2 separate regions of the Sus scrofa genome follow, and region 2 is linked to region 1. Evidence: chromatin contacts called from public Hi-C data. All regions are on one chromosome and are shown on one strand. The core of a region is the stretch at or near the end of the contact, and the rest is flanking DNA. Distances in the headings are between cores, read along the strand shown. Region 1 holds the start of PRKAB2 (protein kinase AMP-activated non-catalytic subunit beta 2). Region 2 holds the start of CHD1L (chromodomain-helicase-DNA-binding protein 1-like).

Region 1 (6,525 bases), core at 729-3,228:
GATGAAAATAAAGAGTTTAAGTTTTCCATTGGCTAATATAATACTTGGTTAGCTTTTCCAATATTGATTTGACTACTCTAAGGAAATACAAATGAGGGACATCTTATTTGGCATGGAGAAATCACCCTGGCATTAGAAAGCTGAAGAGTACACAAGGTAAGGTTTAATGTCTGTGTCCTTTGAGGGACTTGCTTCAGAGTCCTGGGGAAAGAATAAAAGGAATTGGGGGATGAAAAGGGGGTAAGATTATCCAAATAGGAGGTAACTAGTCAGTAAAGATTTTGCAGGAGTGAGCAAGAGGTTGCAGTTAAAAATTGCACCTGTTTCCTGTAAACTGTCTTTGGTTAAGAGCAAGAGAATAACTGAGTTTATTAGGGGCAGAGCAAACCAAAAGGGGAAACAGTGGATTTGCCGGACTTAAGTGGATGGGTTTTCAACTTAATATAAAAAATGGACTTTTCCACAAACAGAGCTGCTCATTCAGAAAGGTGGCCTTGTGTGACCTGCAGTTCCCCCTTGCCAGCTATGTTTAAGCCTAAGTGACATTGCCCTGTTAGACATGTAATAAATAGTATTCATGGAACTTTCATTCTGAAAATGTTTCTTAGTGAGTTTAGTCTGTTCACGGGACAAGCAAGACTATGACGAAGAATCAAACCTAGAGTTGCTCTCTGCCAGCTGTCAAAGCAGGGGTTCTTACACTTTAATGCACACACACATTCCCCTGGGGATCTTGTTTAAAATGCACATTCTGATCCTGTAGGATGAGGCCTCAGATTCAGGATGTCTAACAAGCTCCCAGGTGACGCCCATGCTGCTCCTCACTAGAACACAGGCTGAGTGACAAGAGCTTCCAGTAGGTCATGAAACATGCGTGCGTCTAATAACACAAAGGAAGAATGAGTAAATCCCATAGCAATCTCATTAACTATCACTCAAAACGTGAATGAGTCACAACCTGAGGCCTGTCGCTGCCCGTTTCTGCCTTAATGTTCTTTCTGATGTTTCCATTCTTTCTTGAATTTCATTTCTTCAGGGGTTGCTCATACCAAGTGCTGTTTCTTAGCCTTGCAGGGCTTTCTCCTTCTCCTTAGACGAAGTTTAACCATTTGTCAAGATTTATCTCCTCATCACTCCTCCTTCCCCGCGGCTCCAGTCCAGCTGACTGCTTCCCACAGCACTTAGCAATTACCACTACTTCCTCAGCCTTCTGTTGGAAGCCCGCTTTCTTGATTCCTGTAGAAACCCACCTCTCAGGGAAGCCCCCCAGAAAGACAACATAAGAAAGAAAGGCAAAGTCGCTCCTCTGGGTACGGAGCCCTGGAGTCACTCGGGGACCACCCCCTCCGGAGGGCAGGCCCTGGGGCTCAACCAACCGAGTCTCAGCACAGCCTCGCCAGTGAAGCGATCTCAGCCCTGCGTGCCGCGGACTGCGGAGCGGGCGCCCCCGCGTGGCCCTGGAGGCTGCGCGCCGCTGCCCACCATCGAGCCGGCGGTGGCTAGAGAGGCCGGCGGGCCCCGGGCGCCGCGGTGGTACGGCCACAGGGAGTGCGCGCTAGGCGGGCACCGCGCCGCTGGCCTCGTGGCCATTTTAGGAGGAACCGCGGCTCGCTAGCCCCGGGCGCGGCTTCAATTTCAATAACTTTATTGGTGGCTTCTCAGCGGAACAGCCATCGCACCATTGGCCTCGGGAGGAGGGAGAATTTACAGGAGGTGACTGGGCGGGGGCGGGCGCCCCTGGACTGTGAGCGCAGGGATGAGGGGGAGTTCCCGAAAGCGAGTTTCCTGAGCCGCCGGCAACCAGGGGGTTTGGGGGTTCCGGGCGCTTCTGGAGGCCGGGGAGGGGGAGGTTGTCCCCCGGGCACGGCCTCCCTGGGGCGGGGATTCCCTTGCCCGGGTCCCCAGGCACAGGGGCGGGGCCGGGGGTGCTCCTGACGCAGCCGCCGGGGTGTTCCTAGCCTTGTGTTCCGCACGGCAGGTGGCCCCCGACTCCGAGCTGCAGCCATGGGAAACACCGCCAGCGAGCGGGTGGCCGGGGAGCGCCACGGCGCCAAGGCTGCTCGCGCTGACGGCGCGGGCGGCCATGCCCCGGGCAAGGAGCATAAGATCATGGTGGGGAGCACCGACGACCCCAGCCTCTTCAGCCTGCCCGACTCCAAGGTGAGCGCTCCCACGCCCCCAGCGGGGGGCGAGGCTGCAGCAGGGTGGGTGTCGGGGCTCCTCCTCCGTTTGGGGATTTCTTTCTTATCACACTGACCTGAGTTATGGTTTTGGGAACTAAAGGCTCTCTCGGGGACTGCGATGTTGAATGATCATTCCTTTCGCCGCGCTGCCTCAAAATAGCCCGGAGGTGGAGTTCTTGTTAGGCGACTCCTCTGCTGGCCGCATTTTCGGATGAGGACAACAGACCTAACTCTTGGTTCTCCCAACAGACACGGGTACCCTTTGCTAGGGTATCGATGAATTTGTAGGTTGTGGGCCTTGGGGAGGGTGGATTACCTGAGGGCCACATTTAGGTGGCCGTTTCTCTCATCTGCCCTGAGGTGGGCAAATGAATTTCTGTTTCCTGACAGCTTCTCTGTCTGAGTATCATCTTTGCTCTTCTGAGAGCTCAGCATTTCAGATCCCTTTTCCCCTTTGGCATGGCTGTGAGTGGCAACCACGTGCTTATTTGAATAATTTCTCCTAGTGGGGGTCAACAAAGGACATCATTTGGTGGACTGCTCATTTTCATCTCATACTTTATAGTTATGGTGGCTGAGCTGCTTCTTTCTTCCAGCCGCTACTCAAGAGCCAGAGCAGGTTAATTCCAGAATTTCTCCACTTCCCAGTAGTACTTCATCATGTTACCACCGCTGAAAACGAACAATCCACAGCAGCCTTGAAGACCTTGTTCTCAATTCCAAGGACTTGTTTCAGGGAGGAGAAAACTTGTATTCACCCCACAAAAAGCAAAGTTGGAGCTGACAGCAATGTGATTACCACCTGAATGTTTCTAATCCCTTTTAGAGCTGCTGGCATTAAATACATTAATTCCTCCAGGTAGAATAAAATGAAGTAGAAAAACAGATTGAGCAGCTGGGGGGTCTGTTTGATGTTTCTTGTCACTTATCCCTTCCTACCAGTGTGGGGTTTTATTTTATTTACTTTCCTAAAGAGAGAATAATTTGCCAGGTTGATAGCGTGGGAAATATGGATTCTCCAGTTTATTTTTTCAAGTACCAACTGAGAACATAATCACAAAAAGAAGTGAAGATGTTTTCTCGGTGTTTCTCCTCCATTCCTTTCTTTTCCCACTTCGGGACTTCTTTCTCAACATTTGGGCTGTCTCTTCAGCCATCTGAACTTCTTCAAAATTCTTCAAAGCTTTCTTTCAAAGCTTTGTACCCACTTCCCTACATTGATGACTCAGGATCTAAGTAATGTATTATTTGTCAAATGGTGACTGCAGTAACTGGCATCCTGAATAAAAGCAGGTTGCTCTATTTGAAATGGAGTCTATTTGGATCATTCTTTCCCTTACCTCAGTCTTGCTATTCATGAAATAAGAAAATGGATTCAGATAATTCTTAAAGTCTCTTCAGAATCTAAGATTTTATACTCAATGTGCTCTCTTTATTTCTTCCCTAAATGTTTCACTTAAACATTTTTCAATTGTAGTTGTAATTATTTTGCCACTTTTCCTGAAGATTTTGCTGACTATTGAACTTGGAGTAAACAATCTTTCTGCTAGTCAGCTGCACTCATGCCTGCCACAGAAATGTCACGTTATCCGTGGAAGGGCTTTCTTCCAAAGCTAAGCATATTAATAGTTTGTAGCTTTCAAATTCTAAACTGAAAATACTAAATCATACAAGTAAATGATAGAAACAGTGGCAGTGGGGCCATCCTCTTCAGTGGACTAGTTACTGGTTCTCAATTAGAATAGGCTGGAATTTGTTTAAACACTTCATGGAAAATTTGAAACACTGTCCATGTTTCAAAGCAGGGAGAACAGTGTGATGAACTCCTGTATAGTTGTCATCCAGTTTAAACAATGATCAAATCATGAATGAATTTGTACCACCTATATACCCCCATCCACTCTACCCTCACCAATTATTTTGAAGCAAATTCCAGACTATCATATCAAATATTACTTTATTAGTATTTTAGGATACATTTCTAGAGATGAGGTTTCTTTATTTTTAACATAATCACAGTGTTATTGTCTGGAAAGCTTTTTAAGAATAGACTCCCAGACCCTATATTTGAATCAGAATCTGAGGCATTTGTAATTCTTAGGCATATGTAAAAATTTCTCTAATTCTAATGCAGCCTGTCAAGCAAGAACTCATTGCTTTGAGAAAATGGAGATCAAGATTTTTTAGGAGCTCCCGTCATGGTTCAGTGGTTAACGAATCTGACTAGGAACCATGAGGTTGCAGGTTCGATCCCTGGCCTTGCTCAGTGGGTTAGGATCTGGTGTTGCTGTGACCTGTGGTGTAGGTCAAAGATGCGGCTCAGATCCCACGTTGCTGTGGCTGTGGTGTAGGCCGGTGGCTACAGCTCTGATCAGACCCTTAGTCTGGGAACCTCCAAATGCTGCGGGTGGGGCCCTAGAAAAGACAAAAAAAAAAAAAAAAAAAAAAATTCTCTAAGCCATTTCCTTATATAACGTGGAAGTCCCTTCTTTTTCTCTGTTTACTTTGGATTTATGCTGCTACTGGTGTCTCGTAGTGTAGTTTTGAGGAATATGGAGAGACAGTACAGAAGGTAGACTACCTCTGCCATTTTTAATGTAAAGCCCATATGAACAAACTAGTTTTTTTTTTTTTTAACTCATTTTATCTGGTAATATTTTGGTTTAATACCATACAGTCTTATTTACCTATTTACCAAAGTCATTCAAGCCAATCTAAAGTGAGAGTCAGCAAATATTTTCTGTAAAAGGCCAGATAGTAAATATTTTAGCCTCTGCAGACCATACTATCTCTGTCACAAATGCTCAGTTCTGCCATTCTAGCATGAAAGCGGCTATAGAAAATGAGTAAGTATGGAGTTCCTGCTGTGGCAGAGCAGGTTAAGGATCCTGTTTTGTCTCTGCAGTGGCTCAGGTTGCTAAGGTATGAATTTGATTCCTGGCCTGGCGCAGCCACTACTGTGGCGTAGATCACAGCTGTGGCTTGGATTTGATCCTTGGCCCAAGAACTTCTATGTGCCATGGGTGTGACCAAAAAAAAAAAGAGAGAGAGAAATAAAATAAGTGAATGAGTATGACTATTTTCCAATAAAACTTTATTTATAAAAGCATCTGGCTCACTGGTCATAGTTTGCTAATTCCTGTACTAAAGGATGGTAGTTCCTTTAGGCTCCAGAATCTTTTTTTTTTTTTTTAATTTATTATTATTTTATTTTTTGTCTTTTTGCCTTTTCTAGGGTGGCTCCTTTGGCATATGGAGGTTCCCAGGCTAGGGGTTGAATCAGAGCAGTAGCCACAGCAACGCGGGATCCGAGCCGCATCTGCGACCTATATCACAGCTCGCAGCAACGCCGGATCCTTAACCCACTGAGCAAGGCCAGGGATCGAACCCACAACCTCATGGTTCCTAGCCGGATTCGTTAACCACTGAGCCACGACGGGAACTCCATGGCTCCAGAATCTTTATCACTACTCCTAAAACAACTCGTATAAACCTGGCAGGGGTAAGCAAGTAAGATTTCGTAACCCTTTCTCAAAATTTAAGAAGCCATGGAGGTTCCCAGGCTAGGGATCTAATCGGAGCTGTAGCTGCTGGCCTATACTACAGCCACAGCAACTCCAGATCCAAGCCTCCTCTGCGACCTACACTGCAGCTCATGGCAATGCCAGATCCTTAACCCACTGAGCGAGACCAGGGATTGAACCCGCCAACCTCATGGTTCCTAGTTGGATTCATTTCTGCTGCGCCACAACAGGAACTCCTGATTTTTATATTTTTAATGTCCCTTCGTAACCTATTAACTAAAATGGAGATTATGAATTACATATGAATTTTAGTATCTCTAATTTCCATTACAGCTTATAACTGAGAGCGTCTCATATTTGCATATGAAAAATACATGGCTAACTTTATTTTTGTAGAACCATTCTTTATTTTCATATTTCTTCTCATAAGTGATACTTAGAAGCATATCGTAATTGTCTGCCTATGAGTTCATCTGGTAACAAGAAGCAAGGTTTTTTGTTTTTCAAGGGAAATCCTAAGGTTCTGAAAGGATGAGTGATTTATGCAGAGTCAGAAGTTGGGCTGTTATGTGGGCAGCTTTTGAGTATAAGCCATTTGAACCACTTTGGTCCTAGATGAGTTCTTTTTCTATAGTTTGTTCAGAATCTGATTTAGTTGCTAATATCAAGGCTTATTAATACTTAGCAGAAACCTAGCACCCCTCTCCTCCCTAGAGAGGAGAATGACTTTTTCAGAATTCCTGGGTCACAATTTAGGGATGACCTAATCCTTCTTACAGCTCCCTGGGGACAAAGAGTTTGTATCATGGCAGCAGGAT
Region 2 (7,335 bases), core at 754-3,253, 47 kb after region 1:
ATTTCCTATTTTTGTCCTTCTCCTCCCAAGCTGCTAACCTTGACTCCTGACAATATTAATGTTTTCACTGATTTGCTCTAGCTTACAATACACACAAAACATAATTATTATACCAATTCTACGACCAATGGTTAAACCCACTAGATAAAGTTCAAGATGTCGTTAGGATGTACTCCACCGTGAGTAATTCAAAATGCACTTGACTTAATCATATTCTATGTGGTTCTCTTACCTTTCTTTTGGTTTGTCTTTGTAGGACTGCACCGGCGGCATATGGAGGTTCCAGACTAGGGAATCCCAGCTACTGGCCTACGCCATAGGCACACCACATATGCCAGATTCCAGCTGCATCTGCAACCTATACCACAACTCAAGGCAACACGGGATCCTTACCCCACTGAGCAAGGCCAGGGATAGGACCTGTGTCCTCATGGTTCGGCAGAGCTACCATGGGAATCCCAGTTATAGTATCATTTGATATGTACTTATATTCATTTGTTCTACTTTTATTTTTCAGGTTTTTTTGTTTGGTTTGTCTTTTTTAAGGCTGCACCCGGGCATATGGAAGTTCCCAGGCTTGGGATCCAATCAGAGCTGCAGCTGCCGACCTACACCACAGCTCACAGCAACGCTGGATCCTTAGCCCACTGAGAAGGGCCTGGGATCCAACCCGTGCCCTCATGGATACTAGTCGGGTTGGTTACTGCTGAGCCACCATGGGGAACTTCTTATTTTTCAGTTTTCAGTTTAGCTTTTTCATCCTCTTTTGGAATATGTACAATAGTGACATGACTTTAAAAATGAAAATTGTATTACGATACACTTAGAAAAAAGCCCCTTCTGGAGTTCCCGTGGTGGCGCAGTGGTTAACGAATCCGACTAGGAACCATGAGGTTGCGGGTTCGATCCCTGCCCTTGCTCAGTGGGTTAAAGATCCGGCGTTGCCGTGAGCTGTGGTGTAGGTTGCAGACGCGGCTCGGATCCCGCGTTGCTGTGGCTCTGGCGTAGGCCAGTGGCTACAGCTCCGATTCGACCCCTAGCCTGGGAACCTCCATATGCCGCGAGAGCGGCCCAAGAAATGGCAAAAAGACAAAAAAAGAAAAAAGCCTCTTCTATCTCTTCATCTTAGACTGAGTATGGCCCAGGGTTGTCTGACTATTCTGGCAACTACTGCACCCCACTACTGTGCGCGGTACCCCACTATCCATCCACAAGGGGCCCATAAGGGGAACTTTTTCCCAATTGAAGCCCTAAAAGAGAATAATGCTGGCGGTTCAATGACGTCGGATTTGACCAACCAGCCAGGAGCTGCGCGGAACCCAAGTTTCCTAACTTCGGAGTCACCCCAGCCCCAGGACGGTATGGGGCGGGCAGAAGTCTCGCGCTGTCGGGGCCTCAAGCTCTGGCTGTGGACGCTGGGCTACTGTCTCCATCAAAGAACCCCCAGAAGGTCCTGACCTGAGAGGCACTCGGGCTTCTCTCGTTGATGGAAAATGTTCCTCACCTTCCGGTCAGACTGTGGCCGCTCTTCCCCACGGTCTGATAGCCTGTGCTGTGTACCGGGGCGGGAGAAGGGAAAGTGAAGAGGAGTGGTAGTGAAGGGGATGAAGGAAGCGGGAAGGAGGAGGAGGAGGACAGCATGGAACCCGGGGAGGAGAGAGGGGGATCGAGAACCGAGTGGGGGGACGAGAGAGGGGTCACCAGAAAGTCCCAGGGGCTGTTCTGAGGAAGTTCAGAGTTCTCAGGGCAGTGGGAAGAGGACAGTTACAAAGGAGAAAGGAATTTTTCTTCCGGCGGAAATCCTACCTCAGGGCAGAACATTCTAGAAATGCCGCAGAGCAGACAGACCTGGGGGAGGCCCGAAAGCCCTGCCCTGTCGCCGACCCCAATGGATTTCTTCTCATCCTCGAGGTTCAACTCTGAAGGGCGGCCGAGGGCGGGCGATGCCGGCCCCTCCCGGCGTGGTCGCGGAGGAAGCGGGCTGGGGGCGGCCGAGGAGCGCGCCGGGCGGGAGGCGGGGCCTGGGCCCGGCCCGGGCCCGCGGGGCTGCGTGGGGCCTGGCTCAGCAGCCGGACCCAGTGAACTATGGGCGGTTCCATGGTGTAATGGTGAGCACTCTGGACTCTGAATCCAGTGATCCGAGTGCGAGACTCGGTGGGACCTTGTCCTTGAGATGAGGTCCAGCTGTCTCTTTCTGCGCAGCCGGAATTCAGTCTCCTCCCCAGAAGAACTCGCGCTTCAAAGGTGCGCTGAGTGGACATGCTTTCCCTTCCTAGAGGGCCCCTCTGCCCGGCTTTCAGACTGCACGGTCTGGGTCCTGGGAAGGGGGCTCCGCGACACCCCCAACCCCACCTCCGGCTGGGGCCCTCCAGCTCCTGCCGCCGTAGGCCCATCGCAGCCGCGTTCCCAGGGTTTGGCCGCCTCCTGCTCAGGGGTCAGAGTCCCAGAAACTGGCAGACCACACGGACGTGGAGGGCAGGGGAAGTGGGACGAGCCCGGGGTGTTCTCGCTGGACCCGGCAGGCTCTGCCGGGCGCTGGCATCCAAGGCGCAGCTGTCAAGGGGCACAGCGACGGAGCCAGTGCCACCTGCTGGTCGGGTCACCCTGGGTCTCCCGGGTAAAACGTAGAGGCTGCGCCCACTGAATCCCGCACCGAGAGGGCGCTTCACACCGCGCGCCTTGTAACTGTACGGATGTCTTGTTTCTACACAGGTAGAAAATAGTGCAATGATGAAATAGCGTTTCTGAGCTCATTCTTGGGGTGGTGAGACTAACTTTCTGACTCATGGGTTCAAGCGGAAGGTTGGATGTATTTCATTTTATTTTCCTTTGTCCTTTCCTACGGTTACCAATAGAATCTCAAGCTTCTGAGTTCTGTTGAGACCACTAGGAGCCACAGTTGTCCTAAACTTTGTACTTGGGTCTGGGGTTGAAGAGTTTTAACTAGGGACCCACCCCCACCCCCACCCCCACCCCCGCCGCCGCCGCCCCGGGCGCGCCAGCTGGAAAGGCAGCTACTGTGCCTGTCAGCTGCTTTGCTTGCTGCACACCACCCTTCTTGTAATCTTGTAGCAACTTCGTGCCTTGGGGTCCTTGTTTCAGTTTCGTAGGCAGGAACACTGCTGCCTAAAGGGAGAGGTCCGGGGCTACCTGCATAGGAAAACCTCGAGGTCTGTATTGTGTAAAAGTTACCCAAAACAAGACTCGGTGCTCAGACTCTGGAGGTGACTCCTCTGAGCCTGCAAGGGTGCTGTTCTGTATCTTCTGGTGCCATTTGTATCTTTCGGCTGCCACAATTTCTTCAACAGGGTAATCTCCTTAAACCCTAAACCCTGCTCCCCAGAAAGCGATCCCTGCTTAGAGAGTCCTTGTCCTTAACCCACGGCAGCAAGGTCTGGGCTCCTAAGGAGGGGAAAGTGAGATGAGCCAGAGAAGCTTTGAGGGTCAAGTCCTGAACTCGCAAGGCTCCCCCTGCAACCTTCTGGATTCCGCTCCAAGAAGACACCACTGAAAAAGGTCATGACTTTTTCCTTCTATTCATAGAAAATTTTACTGGAAAGGTCTGAAGGCCCTTCTTACCTAAAGTGTCTTCTGCCACCAAAGAGCATCGATTCACCCAAGAATATTTTCTACCTAGAAAGCCTGAAGCTGCTCCACATTGATTTTCACTGCATTTCCTTTTGCTTTTTGTGGGGATACTGTAGGTTAGGTAAATCCTTTGTAATGTGTGGTGGCTAAATTAGGCACACTGTTGGTTTCCTTAAAGTTAACTGGCAGGTACCCCCTCCTCCCCACTCCCCCTTCTCTTCCCTTGCAGACTGTTTGCCTGCAGGGCCTGAGGAAGTTCAGAACACACAAGTCAAGTTCTGCTGCTGGAGGTTCCATCATCAGTGATGTGCACATCCAGGAATTCGAGGTTTGTCCAGCAGACCATGTAAAGGAAGACTTCATGGAGGTGATCAACATGCTTCTCCACAGCAAGCCAGACAATTCTTCCCCTAATCCTTCATTCAGGTCCTCTACCTCCTCTCCTTAAGGAACATTTAGTCCTTATTTAATTTTTAGTTTTTAAATGAAATTTCAAGTTTGTAAGTAGGCCTTATCCCCTCTGTATCTGCCAATATCTCCAGCTGCCAATGCATTAGGCATCCTGGATCTCCATCATATTCCTACGTCGTGCCTGGAGTTTTTTCTCTGCCTCAGAGAGAAGACATCCCTTCCTTTCTCTAGCCCATCAAAACTGCCCTAGCTCAGACCAGTACAGGCCCCTCACTAGTCTTACCACCCGCCTCCTCCTCATATCTCTTTGGGAGAGGCAGAGTCCACTTTGCCTACAGACCCTCCTCTGTCTCCAAAGTTGCGGCTCTAGCACTTTGTTATATTCCATTATTAATTCTGGCAGGTTTTTGGGGGGTAGATTCCTTAGGATTTTCTACACACACAATTATGTCAAAGATAGGTTTTACTTTTCCTTATCTTTAAGGCTTTTACTTAATTTTCTTGCCTTAAGGCTTTGGCCAGACTTCTGATGCAATGTCAGAAAGAAGTGATGAGAACTACTATCTTTTCCTTTTCTCCAGTGTTCGGAAGATGGTGTTCAGGCTTTCACCATTAGATATAAAGTTAGCTGTAGGCTGTTCATAGATGCCCTTCATCAGATTAAGGTATTTTCCTTCTATTTCTAATTTACGTAGAACTTTGAACATGAGTGGGTGTTGAATTTTGTGAAATATTATTTTTTCCATTTATTAGAATGATCAAGAATTTTTAACCTTAATTTTCTTTCTTTTTTCTTTTTTTTTTTTTTTTTTTTGTCTTTGCTATTTCTTGGGCCACTCCCGCAGCATATGAAGGTTCCCAGGCTAGGGGTCGAATCGGAGCTGGAGCCACTAGCCTACGCCAGAGCCACAGCAACTCGGGATCCGAGCCGCGTCTGCAACCTACGCCACAGCTCACGGCAACACCGGATCCTTAACCCACTGAGCAAGGGCAGGGACCGAACCCGCAACCTCATGGTTCCTAGTCGGATTCGTTAACCACTGCGCCACGACGGGAACTCCTTAATTTTCTTAATGTTATTAATTACATGTTACTATTCTATTGTTAAAAGTAATGTTACATTCCTAAGATACACCCGACTTGGTCTCGATGTATTATCCTTTCTATACATTATTAGTTTTAGCTTGCTAATAACTTGTGGTGGTTTTTGTATCTGTGTTCATAATATTAATTTGTAATTTTCTTACCTTGAAATGTCCTTTTGCAGCTGTTTTGGAACGAGATCCTACTGGTCTCACAAATGAGTTTGGTAGTGTAATCTTCTCTTCCATATTATCTGACAGGCTTTGTGTTAAGATTGTTATTTTTTCTTCCTTAAATGTTTGATAGAATTCACCAGTGAAGGCATATGGGCCTAGAGTCTACTTTGTAAGAAGACAAAACTATGTATTCGATTACTTTCCCACATATAGACCTCTCCAGATTTTCCATTTCTTTGTGATTAACTTTGTAATTTCTTTTTCCAGACATTTGTACATCTAAGTTGCAAGGTTTATTCTCCTAAATGGTTTTCATAATATATCCTTACAATAGGATACAATAAGCAATATCTTATTGTAGTAGCTTAGGACCTGTGGTGATATCCTCCTTTATTTCCTGATACTGCTTATTTCTCTCTCTCTCTCCCTCCCTCCCCCTCTTTCTTAGTTTGTCTTGCTAAATTTATTAATTTTTTCAAAAACTTCTCTTCTGCTTCCGTTGTTTTCCTTTATTGTTTCAGCATTTTGTGTTTTATTTATTTCAGTTTCTACCTGTATTATTTCCTTCCTTCTACTTACTTTGGTTTATTTCCCTCTTCTTTTCCCAACTTCTCATGGTAGAAACAGAACATTGACTTTATTTTTCTAGTCTTTTCTTTTTCTTCTTCTTCTTCTTTTTTTTTTTTTTTTTTTTTTTTTTTTTGGTGGAAGTTCCCTGGCTAGGAATCAGACCCACACCAGAGCAGTGACCCAAGCCATAGCAATGGCAATGCCAGATCCTTAACTGCTAGGCTACCAGGGAACTCCCTAGTCCTCTGTTCTCTTCTAATGTAAATTTGCAGAGATAGAAACACTCCAAGGACTTCATATCAATTTTGATATGTTGCTTTTCATTTATCCCCCAGTTCCAAATAGTTTCTGATTGCCTTTGTAACTTTTTTAACCCCACAGATTTTTAAGAAATATATTACCTTATTTCAAAATATTTTGATATTTTAAGGATTTTTAAAAATTGTTAATTTATAGTATAAATCTGTTGTGGTCAAAGTATATACTCTGAATAAAATCTTTAAGAGGTTTTGAGATTCATCTCATGGTCTAGATGTAGTTTATTTTAGTGAATCTTCCATGTAAACCTGAAAATAATATATACTCAGTAGCTGTTAGGTATAATGTTCTATAGATCTCAGTATTTCAAACTTGCATAGCTTTTCAGGTTTTGTTCTCTTGGTCTTCTTGTTTCATCAGTTACATCAGGATGCACATTTAAAACTCTTAACTATGATTACAGATTTCCTTTAATTCTGTCCATTTGTCTTCATATAATTTGAAACTTTTGTACTAGATGCATGTACATTTAGGAATTTTTGAAGCACCGACCACTTTATAATATGAAATGTCCTTCTTTATCTCTATTAATGCTCCTTGTCTTTAAATCTATTTTGCCAGTATGGTATTTGGTACTGTATTTGGTTAAGTTGGAACTGTGTTCCCTAGAATCTCTTTGCCTATGCAGTTCTGAGTTCAGGTTGGCTCAAAAAGAAACGAGACAAAAGAAGAACTTGTGTGAGCTTTAGAAACAGTTACTCCCTGAGGACTGTCACTGTTAGATATGGTGATAGATGAAGACATGCTGGTGAATTCCAGCTTTCCCTTGCTGTCCTCCATTCTGTATCTAGATATTCCTGGTTGCTGGCCTACTGACCAATAGTAGCCCTGGGCCCATCACCAGACTTTTGGCTTCAGACTAAAAAAAGCAACAGCTTTCCGTATATTTCTATATCAGCTCTCTCCTTGCTGTCCCACTTTGGCAACTAGACAGACTTTCTTTCCAAGATTAACTCATTGGAGACTCTTCAGATCCTAAAACTCCACCTTTGGAGTTCCCTTGTGCCATAGCAGGTTAAGGATCCATTGTTGTCCCTGCAAGGGGTTTGACTTGCTGCTGTGGCACAGGTTCTATCCCTGGCCCAGAAACATCCACATGCCATGGGTGCAGTCAAAAACAAAAACAACAATAGCAACAACAACAACAACAACAAAAACCCTCTCCCTTTAAGATCTTCCCTTTCCCAAC

Evidence for each region. A called contact is a pair of places that touch in the nucleus more often than the background predicts.
Region 2: a Hi-C map of liver shows a contact between it and region 1, with 2.4 times the contacts expected there. The contact joins the promoter of CHD1L here to the promoter of PRKAB2 in region 1. A contact is called at or near these places in 1 of 5 promoter capture datasets (liver), 6 of 47 Hi-C or Micro-C datasets (heart right ventricle, liver and skeletal muscle) and 1 of 2 datasets of contacts at active chromatin or transcription factors (alveolar macrophages).

Annotation. Positions count from the first base shown.
Region 1 is chr4:100,376,566-100,383,090 of Sscrofa11.1, forward strand. It overlaps PRKAB2 (protein kinase AMP-activated non-catalytic subunit beta 2), which reads left to right and starts at 1,979. Exons shown (of 7, transcript NM_001243683.1): 1 at 1,979-2,160; 2 at 6,487-6,525. The coding sequence starts at 2,005. All of the region lies in intron 2 of CHD1L (chromodomain-helicase-DNA-binding protein 1-like), which reads right to left.
Region 2 is chr4:100,423,725-100,431,059 of Sscrofa11.1, forward strand. It overlaps CHD1L (chromodomain-helicase-DNA-binding protein 1-like), which reads right to left and starts at 2,004. Exons shown (of 24, transcript XM_013993372.2): 1 at 1,807-2,004. TRNAQ-CUG (a tRNA gene) reads left to right here and starts at 2,092; the gene lies at 2,092-2,163.